Linked DNA regions of Mus musculus: region 2 is linked to region 1. A link is a contact called in public Hi-C data. All regions are on one chromosome and are shown on one strand. Each heading gives the region's core, a stretch centred on a gene start, on an enhancer-like site or on the middle of the called end of the contact. The rest is flanking DNA. Distances are from core to core; before and after follow the strand shown.

Region 1 (6,884 bases), core at 3,118-5,617:
GGGGCTCATCAGTTAAGCAAGGCTGGTCAGCAAGCCCCAGGGATCTGCCTGCGTTTCTAAGCAAGGGTCACCACAGCCCTTTTTTGTTTGTTTGTTTGTTTGTTTTTGTTTTTTCTGCATCTTCTGCTTTTTATTGCATTGTGTTGAGATTCCTGTGCTTGAGGAAAGCTCTTGGAGTCTGCATCATCTCAGGTCCCAGTAAGGCTGCCTCCCTTATGGTGTAATGTGGAGCCAGGAAGCTGGCGGGCTAGAGATGGATGCTTTCTTGGATGAAGTTCCTGGATAGTGCCAGCAGGGGTCGCTGTGGAGCTGTACTGGGGGCCTCTTTGTCAGGGAAGAGGTGGCAGTCTCCTTGTGATGCTCCCCGCTCGCTCGATGCCCACACCCCCCGTGGCTCTCAGCTTGATCTCGCCAGGGGGAGCTGACCCAGTTGCTCTGCCTCTCACTAAGAAGGCTGACTACTTGTAGAACACAGGACAAAAGCCCAGGCATCGTCCCTGCACAGGCCTAAAACCAGGAGTCGCCTGCACCCCCCCCCCCCTATTCCTTCAGCATCCCCGGTCCGTGGGGGGTGATGGTGCACGTCCTCTCTAGAAGGTAGGGATCAGGGAGAGTTCTCAATAGCAGGTTCCAGGATAGCTCCAGATTTCCACCCACGCCATTCTCAAGACTTGTGTGGGGAGGCCTTTTCGGAGATGACGCTCTATCTTGACCTGCTGACACTCCACCAACCAGCTCTGGCTGGACCTCAGGGATCAGGAGGCTCAGAGGCTCCCGGCCTTTTCTTGTTGCCATGGTACACCCCCCACCCTTCTCCATCTCCTCCCAGTGTCTCTCACGGGATTCCTGCTCAGCGGCTCAGTTTGTCCTCGGCTCTCCTGGTTCTCAGAGTCTGGCCAGCCCGCCCCGTTCCGAACACCTTTCTTGCACCCCGCCCCCATGCTCCTCCCACTGTCTTGCAAGGCCGACTTTTGCTTAAAGGAATTAACATTGTGTCTTGCTTTGTAGTCCTTCTTCCTCGGCCTCTCCAGTGTTGGGAGCATCACCACACCGGGCTTCCTATTTTCAAATGGAAGCTCTGAAAGATTTGCTCTCTTGCCCAGAGTCACACAGCAGCGCCGCCGACTGAGTGTGAACTCGGAGGCCACCAGTCTGGCATGCTCTCTCTCTGGAAAGGCCTGGCCTGCGCTGCCCTCTCAGCACCCTGCATCCTCCTCCGGTTCCCGGCTCACTCTTGGCCCGTGTGTTTGTGTTGCTTTCTAAGACTGCTATTTATTTATTCTTTGGATTTCCAGCGAGTTCTCTGCTGTGCCAGGCGCCCAGGAGATGAAGAGAGGAGCGGCCTACATTCAAGTGCAGGAACTGGGAGACAAGACTTTTCCCCTTGTTAGCTGAGTCCTCTCAGACAGCCTGAAGCCCTCCCAAGGGGCAGAAGCGGTTTCCGGTTCTCCTGTACCCCTCCCTATGGTGACCTCCTTGGTTTCTCCTCAGAGACTTGATGCTGCTGTTGTGACCATTGCTATGGGGGGATGGACAGGCCTTGCTCAGCGGGGCTTGGGAAGAGTTTCTGGGCTGAGAGCTTAGGGTTGAAGGTTAATTCCAGCAGGGCTCCTTTTCTGCTGTACCCAAGGGCTGATCCCGGAAGCATCGGGGCCTATTCAGCATCTCGAGTGAAATGTCTGTGCGCAGGCCTAGAAGGTTGAGGTTTAATTTTTGGCTATGTCACTAGTGTACACGACCAGGGCCCGTCTGCATGGACAGCTGGACAGTACTCCCACCCCACCCCTTTTTGAGGCAGGGGCTTATCATGTAGCCCAGGCTGTCCTCTGACTTGTAATCCTCCATTCCCCGTCTGGTGGGTGCTCAGATGACACATGTGTGCTACCAAGCCCAGCTCTGACAACACTCCCTTTATCCCACACTGACCCTGTCCTTGCCAGATTTCCTGGACAAAATCCAAAAGGCACTGATTTATTTATTTATCTATTTATTTATTTATTTATTTCTGGAGATTAAACCTAGGGCCTGGGTATGGCCAGGCCAATGTTCTTGCCCTGAGCTGGACCCTCAGCTTTCTTTATTTTTTATTTTGAGATAAGGACTTACTAAGTGGCTCAGGCTGGCTTTAAACTTGTGACTTACCCCCACCCCCACCCCCACCCCGCCTCAACCTCCCAAGAAAGCTCTAAACCAGATAGTCCTAGCTTCTCTGAAGTTTTAGTAAGACAGACCCATCCCTTGCTCCTATAAAATCCAACTTCTGCCCTTTTTTTCTTAGCCTCTGAGCAATCGACAGTCCAACTCAGAGTGCCCCACCCAGGAGCAGCTAGAGCCAGCACAAGGGAAGGGGTTCCCTCAATGGAACTGTTTTCAATGAAACCACCCTTAGCTAGAACTGCTGAGGGGAGAGAGGGGTGACGGCAGGTCCAGGAGGAAAAGATCAAGCAGAGGCCAGAGACAGGAAGAACAGACCTGGTTTAATGACACAGCTGGATCTGGTTACAAACATCAGAAACTACAAAAGACAGGCAGTTACAGGAAGGCTGTGCGAGGGTGGGACCAGAGGGGACGCAGGCACGGTAGCCACAGCAGTAAGACATCTTCCAGGACAGTACACGTGACCAAGGGGTACACACGGGGTTCCCAGCAATGTTAAGGAGACTATGTGGAGAGGGTGAGCAGGTGGCCCCAGAGGAGGGCAGGAGAGAGAGGCCCTGGTCTGCTGAGGGGTGTGAGGACAGCCCCCGTCCTGTGGCCTGGCTGCTGTCTGAAGTGAGCAGGTGAGGCTGACATTCTAGGGCTCCACACTGAGGCTGCCCCTCACCCCCACCCCCATATACCGGACACATACACTGGCCAACATCCCATTGGGATCTCCTGAACTCTTGGTGTGTGCCCTGATCCTTGCCCTTTCCAGGACAAGCCAGTCAGGCAAACCCTTGGGGAGGGGAGGGGAGGGGAGGAGAGGAGAGGGGAGCCAGATCTTTATGTTTTTTTTTTTTCTTCCGTTTGACCCGAGGTCTTCCTGTGTAGCCCCAGCTAGCCTGAAACTCACCACCGTGGAGACCAGGTAGATGACCACCTGACCTCAGACGCAACGATTGTCCTTCCTCCGCCTCCCAAGCTCTGGGATTCTCTTGTTTTGTGGGGGTAGGGCAGGAATGCAGGGCACTGAGCTGTAGGAGCAAGCTGACTCACCCCAACTCTCCCACCTGGCCCCTCCTCTTGTGCTGTTGCCAGCTTTCACCCTGCTCCCGGTAGAGCTGCCCAGAAAGATGGCCAGGACTCTTCTGGCCTCCCACGGCTGGGCAAGACCTAGGCTTCTGGGCCTGCAGGCGCACTCGATAGATATGTACGTGTGTGTTATATATATTTATATATAGATAGTATATAGAATATATCTGTGTATATGGTAGATGTGTGTGCGTGATGCTCTAGAGATGGCGAGGAGAACCTGCATGCTGGCGGGCAGAGTGAAGCAGGGATAGTTCCTTTCTGAAGTGACTCACGGGCTTGTCCTCGCTTCCCACCGGCCACTTTGCCAGGTCCCTCTCTAACAGTCAGTAGAAAAAGCTAAGAAGAGTGTGCCCCTGCTGTGAGGCAGAGGGATTCCCCTCTGCTAGATTCAGCATCCAGGGATCCAGCCCCACCTCCCAGTAGCCTGGGGGGACCACAGCCATGATGAAGGCCTCCTTTCGGGAAGTCGAGTCAGGGGTTCCTCCAGCTTCCTTGGCACCCAGAAATGGAAGGTCAATGCGTGTCTTCAGAAGTCGGCCTTCTGCCCAAAGTGCTGCCAGGGAGGGGGGAGCTGGGAGGGGTCTTACGGCCCTGAAGAGGGCAGAGTGGCTGGTGGGCTGTGGATGAGACAGGAGATGAAGGTAACAGGTTACAGGGGTCAGTGGGGAAAGGTGGATGATGGGACACCTGAGGTACCGGGAGAGGTGACTTGGGGGTCTTGGGATGGGACCCTTTCTGCTGAGAGACCCAACACCGCTGCACAACCCCCCATTACCTCCAACCTCACTGTGCTACCTCAAGCCAGTTGGGTGGCCCACAAGGGGCCTGGATCTGTCCCTCTAAAATGCGACCGGCGTCGTATATGCTTGCCCACTGAGGACAGAAGCGATTCACACACTCTACGATGTCACACACTCTACGATGTCACAGGGAGAGCCAGCCTGAACTTGTTTTCCGTTCATCTGGAAATAGGCTGTGCTGCTTGGCGCAGCAGAGCGAGTGCTCCCTGGCTTCTGTGTGGTAATGTCTTCATCCATGAAACTCCTTTTAGCCCCGTCCCAGAACCCCTCCACCCACACAGAGTCACACAGCCCGGAGCAGAGACAGTTCAATAAACAGTGTGGTCTGGCTCACTCTGTTTCCCTGATAAGAGAAGTTGGACAGGGCCCTTCTAGAAGTTGGCCCTGAGACTCCACCCTGCCCTGTGAGGCAAGGAGATCCCGCCAGTAGGTGGGGTCTCACAGGCCGTGGCCCATGCCTAGGCCCCCAGGACACCAGAGATGGGGATGATGGCTGTTAAGGGAGGAGAAGAAGATCCCAATGGGACAGCTAGGGAGACCCCGTGTGGGTGCTCAGGCCCCGGGGAGAGGTGGGGAGAGGTGGCTAAGCCCTGGGGTGTCTGGCGCCTCATCATCTACCCTCATTCAGCTTACTAGGACCAAAGGGGGACAGGCGCTTGAGGTTTGGCTAGAACTAAGTCCCTGGGGTCCAGCTGGGGCAGGAGGGGCGGGGGAGCTCTCTGGCCATGTGTTTCTGATTCACTGGGGCTGGCTGGCCAGCTCTTCCCTGCAGTCCCTCTAGGCCCTGTAAAAAGCTCTTTTCTCCAAAAGCAGGAAGTCTTGTGTCCGTGGCTGTAAACAAACTCATCTCAGGCTGCAGCGCCTGCCTGGGGGGGGGGGAGAGGTGGGGGGAGAGGTGGGGGGAGAGGTGGGGGTGGGGGTGGGGGGTGAGCCCCTCTGACATCTCCCCTTCCAGTCTCCTCCCTGGTCTCTTTCAGTGGCAACCGGAGGTAACCTCAGTTTTCCAGCCTGGCCAATGCCCTTCTCTGGCAGGTAAAACTCCAGGGTCTGGGGGGCAGGCTAGGTCCAGCTGTACACATCTGGAATTGACCTGGAGGCAAGGAACAATTCCTGAGAACTCTGTCTGCTCTCCTGGGGAGCTGCTGATATTGGGAAGAGGCACGAGTGGACTGGTTGGTCAGTGGCAGGAAGGGCAGCAGACCCAGCCTCTCCCTGCCCCTGGTGACCTCTGCAGAGCTGGGCAGGGAGGCCCGTAAACAGGAGGTGGCACGGGGGCCTTAGAAGAGCCTTTTCCATGGGAAACTGCTGGGAATATTTCTCTACAACACGTGTCTCAAGCCGCTGGCTGACCCCTGGTTCCTGTTCCCGCCTCCGCTCTCCTCCTTCCTCCTTCAGTTCTGCCTCTGCCCTTCCATTCAGCTCCCTCTTGGAGGTCTAGGGGGGTCTGAGTGTTCCCAGCCGCCGGCCACATTCGAAGGCCAGCCCAGCCCTCGCTGGCGCTTCCAGCCAGCAAGGAGTCACTGAGTCCGGCCACCCTGTCGGAGCCTAGAAGTGGAAGCCTTCCACTGGTCAGACTGGAAGTAAATATCCCCCTAGTTTTGTCCATGGGCGTGACACCCGTGTAGGTCCCTTGTGGGCTGGGCATGTGTATGTGTCCTCGTGACCTTCCTGGCTCCAGCTCTGTTAAGGCAGACGGTGGATGGAAGTACAGACTGGTCACTGTGAATGGGAAACAGGCCTATAGGATTGGTATCAGGGAGGAAGGGTGTAGTTGGCCCACTCTGCTCTGAGCCTGAGGAGCCATCGCCCTGCCGGGAAATCATCATAACCTTGGCTGATCTGAACTCTCCCTGCTCCAGACAAGGAGAAGCACTGCCCAGATAAATCTACTTGGAGTTCACAGCTCTGTGTAGCCAAGAGTCAGGGCTGGACAGGAGCTGGCCTGCAGTGAGAAGGGCGCTGTCTCACAGGCCCTCTGCCTTGTGTCTGCTTTTCAATGTGTCTGCAAGCCTGAAGGGTTCCTGGTCCCAGGAGAGATGGGAAGCCCGGGGGGACAAGAGAGGACACCGCAGGGAGGCTGCCCAGCCCACCCTCACCCGCTCCTCACGTGGTGGTGTTGGGGACCTGCTGTACCCAGCCCACTTCCTTGTAGGCTGCGGTCACGTGGCTGTAGATGAGACCCCGCAGCTTGGCCCAGGCTTTCTGCGTCTCCACAGGGAAGTCATTGGCAAATTCCTCGGCGATCACCTCCAGAATGACCCCAGAGAGAATCTGGGGGCAAAGGAGGGAAGGTGGGGGTAAGCGCCTGAGCACCCTGCCTCCCACCGTCCCCAGGATCCCTGCTAGGGTCACACTGGCTTGTGTGACACAAACTAACAGCCTGGTGGTTACTGGAGACCATGCTCTCAGGACAAGGACTGCACTGGGCTGGTCCTACCTCTCTCTCCTGCTGTGTCCCCTTCTGGCCACAGCCTCTCCAGGGGAACAGGCTAGCAGCACGGTAGCCATCTCTGCTATTCAGGAGCCCTCCCAGAGCTATAGGTTGTAGGGAGCTATGGCCCAGTGGCCTGCGGGCTCTGGACAAGAGCAAAGAAAAGGACGGACGTACCTTAAAGTACATAGGTTCCACCTTGTGCTTGAGGGCGTGGGCCTTGCCGACCAGGGCGAGCACAGAGGATACCTTGTCTGGGTCATGCAGGTTCTCCACGACAGTGTTGAGGGCCCCCATGACCCGGCAGGCGTGCTTCCGCAGCTGGGGACTCCTCTCCATCTCCAAGGGATCCTCCATGTGTCTAAACTGGCTGAAGTACTGCTTGGCCGAAGGGAAGTTCACAAAGAACCTGGTAG
Region 2 (6,884 bases), core at 2,514-5,013, 590 kb after region 1:
CCTGGGGTGGGGACAGCCTGTCCCTCTGATCTGCAGGCTGACAGGACAGGGAGAACGTCTCAGGGTTCAAATACCTCGGGCAGGTATTTGGAACCTTCTTTTGGTCCTCCTGTCTGGGAGGCGACCAGTACCTGCGCAGATAGGTTGGGTGTGATGAGGTTGAGCTCTAGACCCCTAAAGTAAGGTGAGGCAGGCGCGCAGGAAATAGGAGCTTTTTAAAATGTTTTAAAACCCCAAGAAAATCACAGCATCGCTGGACGGGAGGAAAATGAAAGACTTTGGAAGTGGCCAGGAATTTGACTCTGCGAGTTGGTTTCCAAGAGCCTAGTTAAGCATCTCCAAGTGGATATTAAAAGGGAACAGCCAGACTCCAGCGGCGGGGGCTGGAGGGGGCGGGGAGAGGAGGCAGTGCCGGAAGCTGCACGCTGGACGCTGGACGGCTGGGGCCACGGCACTGTGGGCCAAGCAGGCAGCTGGTCCCGCGCTCAGGGAGAGGACCCAGGGACGCCCCGGGATTCCATCGAGGCTCCCCCTTCTATTTTTTTTTTTTTAATTTATCTCCTTGCGCTCCCCATTCCCCCTCTGTGTGGCAGAGACAATGCTACTTCAGTTCGGAGCAGAGACATATGACCAACACATGGAAATGTGGTAATTTGGATCTGTTCGTGATTGCAACAGATTGAAGAAATTAGACCAGACAAAGAGTGTTTTTAGAGGAAGAGGAGGAGGAGGAGGCAGAGAGAGAGGGAGAGAAGGAGGGCGACGGGGTGAGAAAGGGGAGGAGGACCCCTCTGCGCAGGGGACACCCGGCATCCCAGCTGCCTGCTGTAAATACATCCGTAGGAATGGAGAGAGATCGCATCACAGGTAGGCCACAGCCCTCCACGTCCCGGGTACCCCATCCCTGACCAGGACCCCAGTCCAAATGGTGTGGCCATACTGCGGCTTTGGGAAGTGAGCACCCAAGGTCACGTTTAACAACTTTTACAGAAATCTTTCTTTCTTTCTTTCTTTCTTTCTTTCTTTCTTTCTTTCTTTCTTTCCTTTCTTTCTTTCTTTCTTTCTTTCTTTCTTTCTTTCTTTCTTTCTTTCTTTCTTTCTTTCTTTCTTTCTTTCTTTCTTTTCCTGCTGACTATTCCACATTGGTGAGCTGGAATGTGGCTTCCCCACTCGAAGCCCAGCCGGGTCTGGCTTTTATTTAAACTGGGCCCCTTCTGCCGAGCTGTTTCTCTTTCATTTTCCGGTGTGCCACTTTTCTGTCTGTGATCGCTGTGAATTCAGAGACGCTGGAAGGGTGGATAGTGGGGATGGACTCTGCACAGGGCCAAAGCAAGCTTGTTTATCTATCATCTGGCCTTGGTCTCCTCCTGAAATAGCCTTGCTGGGCCTCCCGGGCTGCTGATTATAGAGGTGGTGTCTCCCAGTGCTTGGAGGAGGTGTATGCACACGTGTGCACCCTCGTGTGTGTGTGTGTGTGTGTGTGTTCTTGGGCCAGAGTGCAGTGTGCATGAGTGCACATGCAACCACGTACTCCTGCAGCCCCCTTAGACCCAATATAGACCCAGCAGGGGTGTGAACAGTTCAGGGAAAGGCATCTCCTTTCCTTAGCCACCCTGGTCAAGTTGTTCCCAGGTTAAATTTCCCAGTTCCTGCTGGGACCATCAATGTCTGAGGTCATTACTGCCCCTTCTGCCTTGAGTGTCATCTGAGTCAGGGGCTGCAGGAGAGTATGGGGGCGGATTTTAGAGATGTAACTCGTACTCCGGATTTGTGTTGTCCTGTGCTCATGATGAGACTGAACCCCACCCCAAAGTGTCATTGGCACCGGGGTATTGGTTACCTCTGAGTGCATGCACAGAGAGGTCCCTGAGAAGCCAAAGGGAAGGAAGAAGACACATCTCAGGTCCCATCTGAGGGATGACCTGTCACCACCAACCCTGGGATTACTGCAATTCTGATGCTGGCCAGGCCTTCACTGAGAGGTGGCCACCTGGTGTCTTGCTGACAGCAGTGTGTCCTGTGATCCTGTCGGGCACAGCACGAAACCCGGGAGGGAAACCTGCTTGTGATCAGCATGATTAGTAGATAGGCGAGGTTTTCTGCCCAGTTTGTAGAGGCAACATGGCAGGGGACACTAGCAGCTGCTTCCGAGGCCTGCACAGGTGGTGATGTATCCTCACCCCACCCCCAGGAAGCCTGGCCCTGCCACCTCCTCGTGACCAGCTGTAAAATGACAGTTGTGTTAGCGGCTGGCTGACAGGGGCCTGCACTTGTCTGTGCGGCTGTACTGGGTTTTGGGTTCAGGGCCTCCTCAACCACTAAGCCACACATGTGTCCAGCCCAGCCTTCATTCTGTGCATGACAGGGCCCAGCCCAGGTAGGTGACAGCAGGGTATTTGAGAGGCTCGCATGAGGGAGAGGTGGTTCCCTTGAGACTCAAGGGTGGAAGCTTGGAGATTCACAGGCTGACCAGAGAACAAAGCAGCCTTTGAGAGCCCTGGATCCTGGCCTTCACCACCCGACCCTCACTGGTGCCCTTAGCCAAGGACAGCGCAGCACCGGACCAGAGCGAGACCTTCTCCTTTTGTTTGTTTTGAGGCAGGTTACCTGGCCCCAATTTCACTGTGTAGTCCTGGATGGTATTGAACTCCCAATCCTGCTGCCTCTATGGTCAGGTTGCTGGGATTACAAACCTGCCGCAGGTTTATGTGATGCTGGGAATGGACCAGGGTACTGTGCCAGGGCCATACACTCTACCAGTGAGCTACATCCTCACGTGGTGCCTTCTCTTAGGATGGGTCACGGCCAAAGACCAGTCCTCCCCTCCCCCTCTTTTTTTTTGGGGGGGCTGTGAATGGAATCCAGGGCCTCAGTTGTGCCTGGAGGTGCTGTACAGTTGCAGTTCTCCCCGACATTTACATTTTCTTTTTTTCATTTTGAGGTGTCGTCTTGCTATGTGTCCCTGGTTGATCTCAAACTCAGGATTACCCTACTTCAGCCTCCTGAGTAACTGGATCTGGGCACAGGCCACCATGCTAGGCATGACTGTCGCTCTAGGAACCCTTCATTTGGATGTATTTTTACAAAAGTTTTCTTAACCAAAACTCAGCCGTAAATGGCCAGACTAGGACAGAAGAGGAAAACCCCCACCCCTCCTCCAGCCTGGTCTTCACCCAGTTGATTAATTAGGGTCAGTTGGAGCCCTAATCCTAACCCCAGTCCCCGGGGAAGTCAGGCTCTTGCCCTGTCCCTGCAGGGTGGCCTTGAGCAGATTACTTTGTGGCTTGCCCTCAGTTTCCTTATCTGTAGAGTGAGACTGAGTCCCTCCCCTTGGTGGGCTTCTGAGGTTTTGGTGTGCACTTGGCTGGCTCCCCGTTTCCAGCTGGCTGTGCTGTATCCTGCCATTCTGTCTCAGTGTCAGATGCTATGAAAGCTGCCTCCTTCCATCCCTGCTTCCACGCTGGGAGGCTGTGGGCCAGGGCACTCCAGTGGATGGAGACCTGGCTGGCTGGATGCCCCAAGGACTGGTGGCTGAAGCCGGTCCAGCCCTGCTGCCCAGGAGGTGTGGTCAAGGGTGTGGTCTTGCCCTGGTTGGGGCCATGGGACCTTCTAGCCGCAGGGAAGAGGTTCAGGGCTTGAGTGGGCATCCTTAGCTCTGCCCTGTCCTTTCTTTTCCTTTCCGCTCCCCCTCCCACCTTGTGGGGCTGGCCCGGGGTCCTCTCAGAGATTTCCCCAGGCAAATGCTTCAGGCTCCTCAGCAGGGCTGGCATGAGTCACTGAGCAGAGACAGGCCCCAGAGGCACGGGATGCTGCGTTCTCAGCCAAGGGTCGGCGTGGTTTCTCTTTTCAGTCTTCTGGATTGGCTTTGTGGCTCTTAGAAATTAAGCAGTTTTATCTTGTTCCAAGCGCTTGTGTTTCAGCACGGGGTGGGGAGAAAGAGAGAGAGAGAGAGAGAGAGAGAGAGAGGCTGACTCTCTAAAAGGGAGCTTTCTACTCAGCCAGGGGACAAGGAGAGGACAGGGAGGGTGAGAAAGGCTAGGCCAATGGGGCAGTCACAGACAGGGATCATGGGAGACACTGCCCAGTAAGGAATCCACACATGGCTCTCTGCAAGGGTCCAACTGCCCTGGCATTGGATGTATGCTCCTGGCTGGGGTCTGGTTTGTGTAGTGAGACACCAGGGTCCCAGGTCTTCTCTGCCACGGGGCAGGCAGACAACCGGGGCTCTCTGGAGGCTCACTGCCCCATTCAGTCCTCTCATCTCCCACCTCTGGGCTGGCCGCAGAGCCTCTGGCGGGCTCCAGCTGTGACTGATGGATTGCTGTGACTTTGCTTAGCTCTGCAGGTCAGAAATCAGAAGCAGAACGAGCTGGGCAGGGCTAGCTCCTTCTGAAGCTCCAAGCAGCTCTTGGCCCAATGCTTTCCCAGCTCCTGGTGGCTCCAGCAGCGTCGGCTTTCTTGGCTTCTGCCTCTGCTGTCTCGTGACCGGCTTCTCTCAGATCTCCCTCTGCCTTTCTAAAAATGAGGATATTTAAGGCCTCTGGGCAGCTGGGATGATCACAACTTAAGCCACCACATTCTATCCACAAAAAGCCTTTCCTTTTTTTTTTTTCCTTTCAAGAAAAAAAAAAAAAAGAGTCTATCTGTGTTTGTGTACATTTGCCCTGACACGTGTGGAGGTCAGAGGACAACTTGAAGAAATCTGTTCTCTGTTTCCATCATTTGGGTGCAGAAACAGAATTCACGTCATCAGGCTTAGTGACAAGCACCTTTACCAGTTGAGCCATATAGCTTGCCCAAGAGCCTTTTCTCCCAGACACTGCTCTCTGTGTTGGGGGGGGATAGACGTATGGGGTGGTAGGGGTATGGGGATATGGGGTGTGAGAGTACCAGAGTAAGAGTCTGGGGTGGTAGGCGTTTGTGGGGGACACCATTCTCCCTGTGTAGCTGGTGTTGGGCTGGTTATAAGACTAGTAATAGTTGAGGTGGCCTTGAACCCCTGATGGTCCTGCCTCCGCCTATCAAGTGCTGGGATTACAGGTGTGTGCCTTCACACCAGGCTCTGCCCATTTTTGAGTCAAGTTGCTTTGTTATTGAGTTGAGGGAGCTCTTTATATATGCTGGTTATTAGATCCTTATTTGATCTATCCTGTCGGTACTTTCTCCTGCTCCGTGGACAGTTGTTACCCTCACAGCACCCGCCTGGGTTTGAAGCTTACAATGAAGAGTGGAGAATAGCACACCACCTGGCCACTTGATTCCTTCAGCATTGCCTGTCACATGGGTTTGAGCAGGAGATGTGGTGTCTGTATGTGTGTGTGTGCGCACATGTAGAAGCCAGTGGACAGCCTTGGCTATTGTTCTTCAGGCACCACCCACCACATGTTTTGAGACAGAGTCGCTTAACAGCCTGGAGCTTGTTGTGTAGGCCAGGTGGCCATCGAGCTCTGAGGACCCACCTGGGCTGAAACTGCACACGTCACCATACCAGGCTCTTTACCAGGGTTCTGAGATTTTGAACTCGGGTCATCCTGTTTGCAAGACATTGCTGACCGAGCTCCCCAGGCTGCGGTGGTGTGTGTTTATGGGGAGTTATTAGAAGCTCCTACAACTGAGGGGTGGACTGACTTGGGGGCTTGAACAGCCAGAGAAAACCAACAGTTCAAAAGCCATGGGCAGAGAGGACCTCAAAAACAAAGGCTCTGACGTTAGAGCCAAGGAGGGTGTGAGTGGAGAGGGGTGCTGTGGAAATGGGTGGGAAAGAAATGGCCTCTGACTCTGTTCTGTTTGCCCCATGCTCATCCTGGGAAGCCCTCAGTCTGGACTTGGATAAGGCCAGCCGGTGTCCTAGGCGACGGTCTCTCCAGTTCAGGGCTCCCAGCCACGTGTGTGTTGACATGTGTGGTGTATGTCACAGGACATAGCTATCAATAATGAAGAGAGTACTCCAGGACCTGAGAGATGGCTCAGCAGTTAAGGCTCTTGCAGGGGACCCAGTTTTCATCCCCAGCACCCACATGGCAGCTCACAACCATCTGTAACTCTAATGATTCCTCCTGGCTTCTGAGGGTACCAGACAGACACACACCATGCACAGACATTCATGCAAACAAAAAGAAGAAGAAGAAGAAGAAGAAGAAGAAGAAGAAGAAGAAGAAGAAGAAGAAGAAGAAGAAGAAGAAGAAGAAGAAGAAGGTATACCTTACAGATTCAGGGTTCTGCCTGGTGTCCCAGCCCAAGGTGGCGAGAAAGGGTTGGGGATTGGTGTCCTGCCTGGAGAGGGTAGCCTTGGTCTGCGTTTGTGACCTGTGTTGGTGGGCAAGGACCATCCTCAAGGACCTGGATAGTCACTGTGGACGTGGTGGGTGTGTTCTATAGACAGGCAAAGCCTATTGATCAACACTGTCTATTTGCAGGGTGTTGGTGGCCCAGCAAGGGCTAACTCTCTACTTGCAGGAAATAGAGAGGCAGCTGCAGGGATCTTTTTGTCCAGCAGGGGGCGGTGCAAGCTCTTAAAAGCCCATGTACTTGGGTATTGCTTTCCTTGGCTCTGCAGAAGGGCTGCATGCTGCTGCAGAGCTGCCAGTACAACTTGATTAGGCTGAAGGGGAGGGAAGCGGCAAGAGGAGACCCTCAGGAAATAATAAGAAGGAGCCACTGAATTCCAATCCCAGCCTATGGCACCCGGGGGAGGAGGCTGGTGCCCCCTGACTCTTTCTGTACTGTATTTTCCTAGGTTTTGTTTGAAGTGTTTCAATCTCTCAAGTTTTTCCAGCCCACTTGTGTGTGTGTGTGTGTGTGTGTGTGTGTGTGTGTGTGTGTGTGTGGTCAGTGAGCGGGCGTGGAGGTCAACGTTGTCTTCCGGTATTGTTTATTACCTTGGT

Evidence for each region. A called contact is a pair of places that touch in the nucleus more often than the background predicts.
Region 2: a Hi-C map of uterus shows a contact between it and region 1, with 3 times the contacts expected there. The contact joins two enhancer-like sites. A contact is called at or near these places in 1 of 484 Hi-C or Micro-C datasets (uterus) and 1 of 115 datasets of contacts at active chromatin or transcription factors (pancreatic cancer cells).

Annotation. Positions count from the first base shown.
Region 1 is chr11:116,643,139-116,650,022 of GRCm38.p6, forward strand. It overlaps Cygb (cytoglobin), which reads right to left. Exons shown (of 4, transcript NM_030206.4): 2 at 6,646-6,877; 3 at 6,145-6,308; 4 at 2,457-3,854. The coding sequence ends at 3,821. Among named protein-coding and RNA genes, the nearest start is that of Cygb, 7.7 kb to the right of the region's middle. Within about 2 kb of position 4,368, at least 70 of the 459 cell types and tissues checked have an H3K27ac peak or open chromatin away from gene starts, as enhancers often do. A contact at or near this core is called in pancreatic cancer cells and uterus, where this site is marked.
Region 2 is chr11:117,231,853-117,238,736 of GRCm38.p6, forward strand. It overlaps a transcript of Septin9 not described here. Among named protein-coding and RNA genes, the nearest start is that of Gm39478, 31 kb to the right of the region's middle. Within about 2 kb of position 3,764, at least 80 of the 459 cell types and tissues checked have an H3K27ac peak or open chromatin away from gene starts, as enhancers often do. A contact at or near this core is called in pancreatic cancer cells and uterus, where this site is marked.